Regions from separate parts of the Gossypium raimondii genome. Here region 1 is linked to region 2. A link is a contact called in public Hi-C data. All regions are on one chromosome and are shown on one strand. Each heading gives the region's core, a stretch centred on a gene start, on an enhancer-like site or on the middle of the called end of the contact. The rest is flanking DNA. Distances are from core to core; before and after follow the strand shown. Region 1 overlaps LOC105776976 (calcium-transporting ATPase 9, plasma membrane-type). Region 2 overlaps LOC105776208.

What was found. A called contact is a pair of places that touch in the nucleus more often than the background predicts.
Region 1: a contact with region 2 is called in a Hi-C map of leaf, with 4 times the contacts expected there. The contact joins two enhancer-like sites. A contact is called at or near these places in 2 of 2 Hi-C or Micro-C datasets (both in leaf).

Annotation. Positions count from the first base shown.
Region 1 is chr10:9,459,415-9,462,515 of ASM2569854v1, forward strand. LOC105776976 (calcium-transporting ATPase 9, plasma membrane-type) reads right to left here. Exons shown (of 34, transcript XM_012599970.2): 32 at 2,938-3,045; 33 at 2,735-2,826; 34 at 2,131-2,460. The coding sequence ends at 2,355. Among protein-coding and RNA genes, the nearest start is that of LOC105776976, 18 kb to the right of the region's middle. Within about 2 kb of position 1,262, the one cell type or tissue checked has open chromatin away from gene starts, as enhancers often do. A contact at or near this core is called in leaf, where this site is marked.
Region 2 is chr10:9,260,253-9,263,208 of ASM2569854v1, forward strand. The region is part of intron 9 of LOC105776208; the gene reads left to right. Among protein-coding and RNA genes, the nearest start is that of LOC105776208, 8.6 kb to the left of the region's middle. Within about 2 kb of position 1,394, the one cell type or tissue checked has open chromatin away from gene starts, as enhancers often do. A contact at or near this core is called in leaf, where this site is marked.

The DNA of each region.
Region 1 (3,101 bases), core at 12-2,511, 200 kb after region 2:
ATCATGTTTGAGACGACCAGATTCAAAAGCCAACACTCAATATCTTGTTTTTCTCTAGTGTACAAGGACGGACAACTACTAAACTCTACCACGGCTCTAAGTTTGTACTAGATTCTATGAACTTGTGTGGTAAAAATTGGATAGGATAGATTGGTTGTCTACCAAAAACGGGAAAAGACACATCGGTTGAATTTTAAATTGGTAGACCATCCAGCTAAATAAATTTTGAATCACAAGTTGGTTCCTTAAAATGTAATTCACTAAAAAGTAATAGTATAAGACATGAGTTAAACTCAGTTTATTCACCAATTTGCAATCCCGTCCTTATGCATCAACTAGATTACTTTATTTACTAAGATTTTACTCTCAAAACTTCAGTTACAAACTGAATATGAAGATGCAGATTAAATACATTTTATGTAAATCATGGATGATAAAGATGAAACTTAACCTTAGCGAAAGCATAAAAATTTGAAAATGAATAATTAAAACTTTTATCTTTTTTATTTTTGCTTCAATCAGAAATATTTTTTATTTTTTGGATTTTTAAAATAAAGAAGAAATGACCATGGCTTCTGGGTTTTAACATGAAATTTTGATAAATATTTTAGATTTTCTTACATATATATATTTTGAAATTTTAGAAGTTTTTTGTTTATAATTTTTATTTTTAACATATAATATTTTAACATGATTTTAATAGTTTCAATATATTTTAATAATTTATATTTATTTTTAATATTTTGTTAGATATTTTAAAATTATTGTTAAGAATATTTAAAATAAAATAAAATTGATATTTTAGCTATAGTTCAGAGACCAAATTAATATTTTAATATTCCACATCATCATTTAACATATAAAATTTAATGGATAGGCTAATTTGCACATTTTATGTATAAAGATTAATTTATCCATTTTTTAAATAGAGGGACCAAAATGTAATCCGCCTCTAAATATAGAGGCTTCTGTGGCACTTTTACAGCTTTACAGTATTGTGAATACTATAATAGTATAGGCTATTCTAACGCATGATAAATGTGTACTTTGCATTTGTACTCTGGTATGAGTTGATTTTTACAATTGAAATCAGCTATTTGAAATATTCAATGGATTCTGACTTCTCCAGACACGTATCAGACTTTGGAATATCAGTCTGTTTTGCTCTACTCCAGTTTACTTTCTCTGTTACTGGTGATTCTTCATATTTCATTGATTTGGTGAGTGCAAGTCAGACTTCTGCAATCATTGGTAGGGAGGTACAAGAGTGTTTTCAGTTGCATGATCCAATGGTGGCAAAAGGCTTGAAGAAGGTTTCAGAGTGTTAGCCGTATTAAAGGCAAGTCGTTTGAAACTTTGAATTGCCTAAGTGGAACTACGGGGGAGCTAATTCATCCATTTTATTAAAGCAAGAAAGGAAATTACAAGCCAATCCTGGTTTCGATGGCTTGGGATATTGTTTTATGATGGAGAGTTGAATATTTCTATGAATATAGGGCAAGTTCTCCTTTATTGTCAAGTTGAACCATTTATTTCTAAATTTGCTCGGGATGATAAATATTTTACTTGATGAGTTTATATAACCATATTGTTCCCTATTAAGGGTTAGCCATCTTTAAATTCTACTTGAGTTTCCAGTCTAACCTAGATATCTTATTTTTGTTCTTTGTGTACCTTACCAGTAAAAGGTATACATGGTGCTTTAGCTTTAACCTTTAACCTTCATTTCAGAGCTTACTATATTTGTCTTTAGAATATTTATCCATTTATGACACAAATGTTGCTTGTGTGTGGTTGCAGGTTCCCTATGCCATAAGCTATTCGTTTTCTGCTTATCCATTTATTTTATAAGTAATGGCTAGGGTCATTAAAGAAAACAGAGAAAAGGGGAAAATTAGAAGAAAATAAAAGAAAATGAAGAAGTTACTCAAAAGAAAATATATATATATATATATATATATATATATGTAGGGACTACTTGTGCAATTTAACTTAAAATTTTCATATAACATGATATAACATGTTATTTCAGCTTGTCATTATACCATTAATGACTCGATGACCAAAATACAGCAAATAAATAATATTAGAGATCATATCATAACTTTTTAAAGTTCGATGATCAAAACATAATTTAAACCATATCTGTAATTTACCCTTCACTTAAACCTTGTACAAAATACAAACCTTGATTACACTCAGGCAAGCATATTTTCTTCTGTTCTGTTTTGCCTTTTTAAGTGAGGATGCAGTCAACCGCTTTGCGGTTAGACAACCCTTTCTATACACAAGCTTTAGCAATTCTCAGATTGTCAATTTTACTTAAATAGCAAGGAACAACAGAAATAACAAATTCATGCATCCCTGGATCTTTTGCATTGTTGAAATGGCTTTATGAAGTACGAGGCAACCGGTGTCTTGGGAACCGGAATCAGCTTTCCCACAATTGCAAGAGGCCAGCTTCAAAAGATAATTGCCAGTCAAAGAAGGTTACAAACATTATATATATGACTCTCTCGGTTTTGGTAAAGAAGTTAATGAAGCATTTTCCAAGGCAAAACTAATTAAATATTTGACAGTTGGAAACCTAGGCTTAGAGATTTACTACTAACTGCTCTTGCAACGAGGGGGGAAAAATAACTTTTCAGTTGTGTTTGACCACATCAATTAGCATTAGCACTAAATAGTAACAGTTAATACCAATATTCGAACAATCAATGAAGGGAGAAACTACCTGATAATGCCAATGCCAAGGGATACAAGCCACAGTTGCCAATCAAGTCTCACTGTTGAGGTAAACTTTCCAAGGAACTCGATGATGATTATCTACAAAAGAGTTGGAAAAAGTAACATGAGTAGACCAATTAAAAATGAGGACCACAAACAAAGCAGAACAGTCCATGGATTGAGTTAAAAAAGGATGAGATTATTAATCACCTGAAGTATGAAAGTGAATCCAATTATTCCCATAAAGAGGTAGTTTTTAGTCACTCCTTTGAAGCAATTGATTTCTTCAGGCTTTCTAGCATTAAACTCATTGAAGATCTGCAATTTGAACAGTTATCAACCTTAAGCTTTACACCATGTAAAAATTATTTAGA
Region 2 (2,956 bases), core at 144-2,643:
CTGGATGTATTCTCCTTTTCTTTTTTCTTCCTATAGATGTAGAGAATATGCTGACAGTAAAGCTCTTCTAGGTTCTAATACCAAATTGATGTGGAACAAGTAGGGAAAGAGATTGGCAAATAGAAATTTGAAGTACTATCAGAACTAAACATAAGTATTTAGGGAGGAAAAAAAAAAATGAAATTAGGGGATAAATAGAAAAATAGGGGGGAAAGTTAAAAAGAATCAACAGGGGGAGAAAACTACAACACTGAATACCTCACCGAAAACATTCATCATCAAAAAGCTAATTAAAACTTGAAAAATAAAATTGTATCTGTTAATTATTCAACTTAAAACCAATAGGTAATAAGTGGATTGACCAATTTGAATATAAAATCATAAAACCCAAGACTTAACAGCTGTAGGATAATACTACTTAACAATCCCTCTCACATATAGCTCAACTAGAAGCTTGATGTGGTTAAGGAAGAAAACATCAGCAATAAAAAGGATTAGGGCTGTAAAATGAGTTAGAAAGTTGGAACTGTAAAGAACTTAGGGTTGATATAATAGACTTTCTTGCAAGAAAAGTTACTGGAGTTTCTTGAAAATAAAGTTTTTTCTTAACACAATCTTAGCCATTGAAAAAATTATTTAGTACTTAAAAAAATATTATAAAATAAAACTGAAATAATAAAATTTTAAAATAAATAAAGCTCTCGAGTCATTCCCCCTTGGAAAACTTGTCTCGGTGAGAAAACTTTCACCGCTTCAGCATAAATTTCTATATCAGCACTTTGCAGCCTCTTCTTCATGACTAATAACTTTGCTGAGCCAACATGTGCCATATCATCCTGTTCTTCTTTAATTTCAATTCCATATCCAAACATTGCTTCCAAAGTAACTCCTTTTGAGGTTGCATGTTTCATAACAATTCTCTCTAGTGGTTTGCACTTCCAAATCCTTGACTTTTGCTGTGAGGAACTGTCTAACTGTAACTTCTTGATTCAACGTTGATATAAGAACTTCCATGCCTGTTTTTTCTATAGCTAGTCTCCTATCTGTATTTCCAGCTAGACTTTTCTGTCTCAAGGGATTGCTTTTTCTTTCATTCAATGCAACCTCAAAAGGATCTTTAGCAACTGGCTTGTCAATATCACCTTCAGAAATATCCGAGCTTAGTGAAGTAGCAGCACAGAAGAAACCATATTTTCTTCGCAAAGACCGCCAAGGTCATTGCCCTCAGGAATAGATCTGTCAAACCTGACCCCAAATTTTTAGGATCCATTTGCTTCAAAGGCAAGGATTACTTTGCCTCGAATACCAATTGTTGGCCCCCTTAGAGTAGGTTGTAGAGAGGAAAGCTTGGAAGGTGATGTTGCACCTACAAACTTAACACCATTGTTATCGAAACCGGGCCAGACTGGCTGGTCGGACTAGTCACATTGGGAACTAGCTGGTGTACTGGTCCGGAATAAGAGAGGGAATCAGTTGACTTGTGAAATGGTGTGAACTGCGGTTGAGCCGGATGAATCTGTAAAAGACTGGTTGAACCAGTTTTTATATTTTTGGGCCAAATATCATGACCCAAACTGAAAAAAGACCCGGCCCAAAGCGAAAAAAGGGTCCAAACCGAAAAAAAAACTTATAAACCCAACTCATCCAAGCCAAAAATAATAAAACAAAATAAAAAAAACTAAACATTAAAGGGGGCAGACGGTATGGCCAAACCCTAAAGCTAAGATCAAAACCTAAAAAATTTTGGCTCGCTCTTTACCAATCAAAGCTGCGTCTTTGGTGCCCCTCTTTTGCTCTTCTTATTTTAACTGAAGGTGGCCCTTCATTTCCGTTAGCCGCCATCTCAAGCCTCCGCCTCCACCTCCACCTCCACCGGATAAAATATTGTTGTGAAACAAAGTGAAGGAGAGAATGACAAAGAACAGTTGTAGATCGAAGTCAAGAGGGATACACATGAATGGAAAAAGAGCCAAAGTTTTAACTTTTAAACTTTGATCTTGCGGCAGCCACACAGAGGGAAATTAAGTACAGAATAAAATTGGAAAACTTAATGCGCCATATTAGATATAGATGACTTTCAGGCCTTAAGGCAGTGGCTGATCTTGGGATGAGTTTTGGAGACCTAGTAAAATTTTTGAAAATTTTAAGAGTTTAATGATGATTTTTTAAAAATATTTTTGGGTCTAATTAAAATTTTTAAAATCTACAAGATTACTGAAAATTTTCAAAAATTTTAAGAGAGCTTAATTAAAATTTTCAAAAAAAATTAAAAGGTATAATGGGAATTTTCAAAACATTAAGGGAAGCTACCTAAAAATTTCAAAAAACTTTAAGAGAAAAATAAAATTTTCTAAAAATTTGAAGGAAAAGTAAAAATTCCCAAAAAATTTAGGGGTGGCCTTAAGCCACCATAACGGTCGGCCTCTGCCTTGAAGTTCCTTTCACACTATGAACGTCTTTTGATGTTGATCCAACTGCTAAATATGCTCTAGCATGATAGCTTAGGTCCACATAGGCATCTATTGGAACAAGCTGTGTTTCAATTTTTCTTCCCTCTTGATCATGAACAGTAACATCTTCATTAACAACCGTAAGACATATTGCATCCTCTCTTTTCCATCCCAAAGAATTGTAGATCACAACAATCAAGTTCTTTCCATCAGACATGTCAGTTTCTAATGTCAGGCGTAAGTTATATTCAGAAGTGGACAATGGTGGAAATTGATGGTTGCCTCCAATGGATGAATTCAAATCAGTTAAGCAAGCAAGTGAATATGCAACAGTATATACGTGCATATATTGCTCCACGTCTCATTCATAAGATGCCAAATTGAGTGTTCTTTGAGCTTCAGCCATGGTGCCAATAACTAATATCCTTAGTCTATCTCCATGGGCATGAGAAACTTTATTTGCTCCTTGAAAGTGATGTGGAGAATAAGGATTCGAGAAGCCTAGA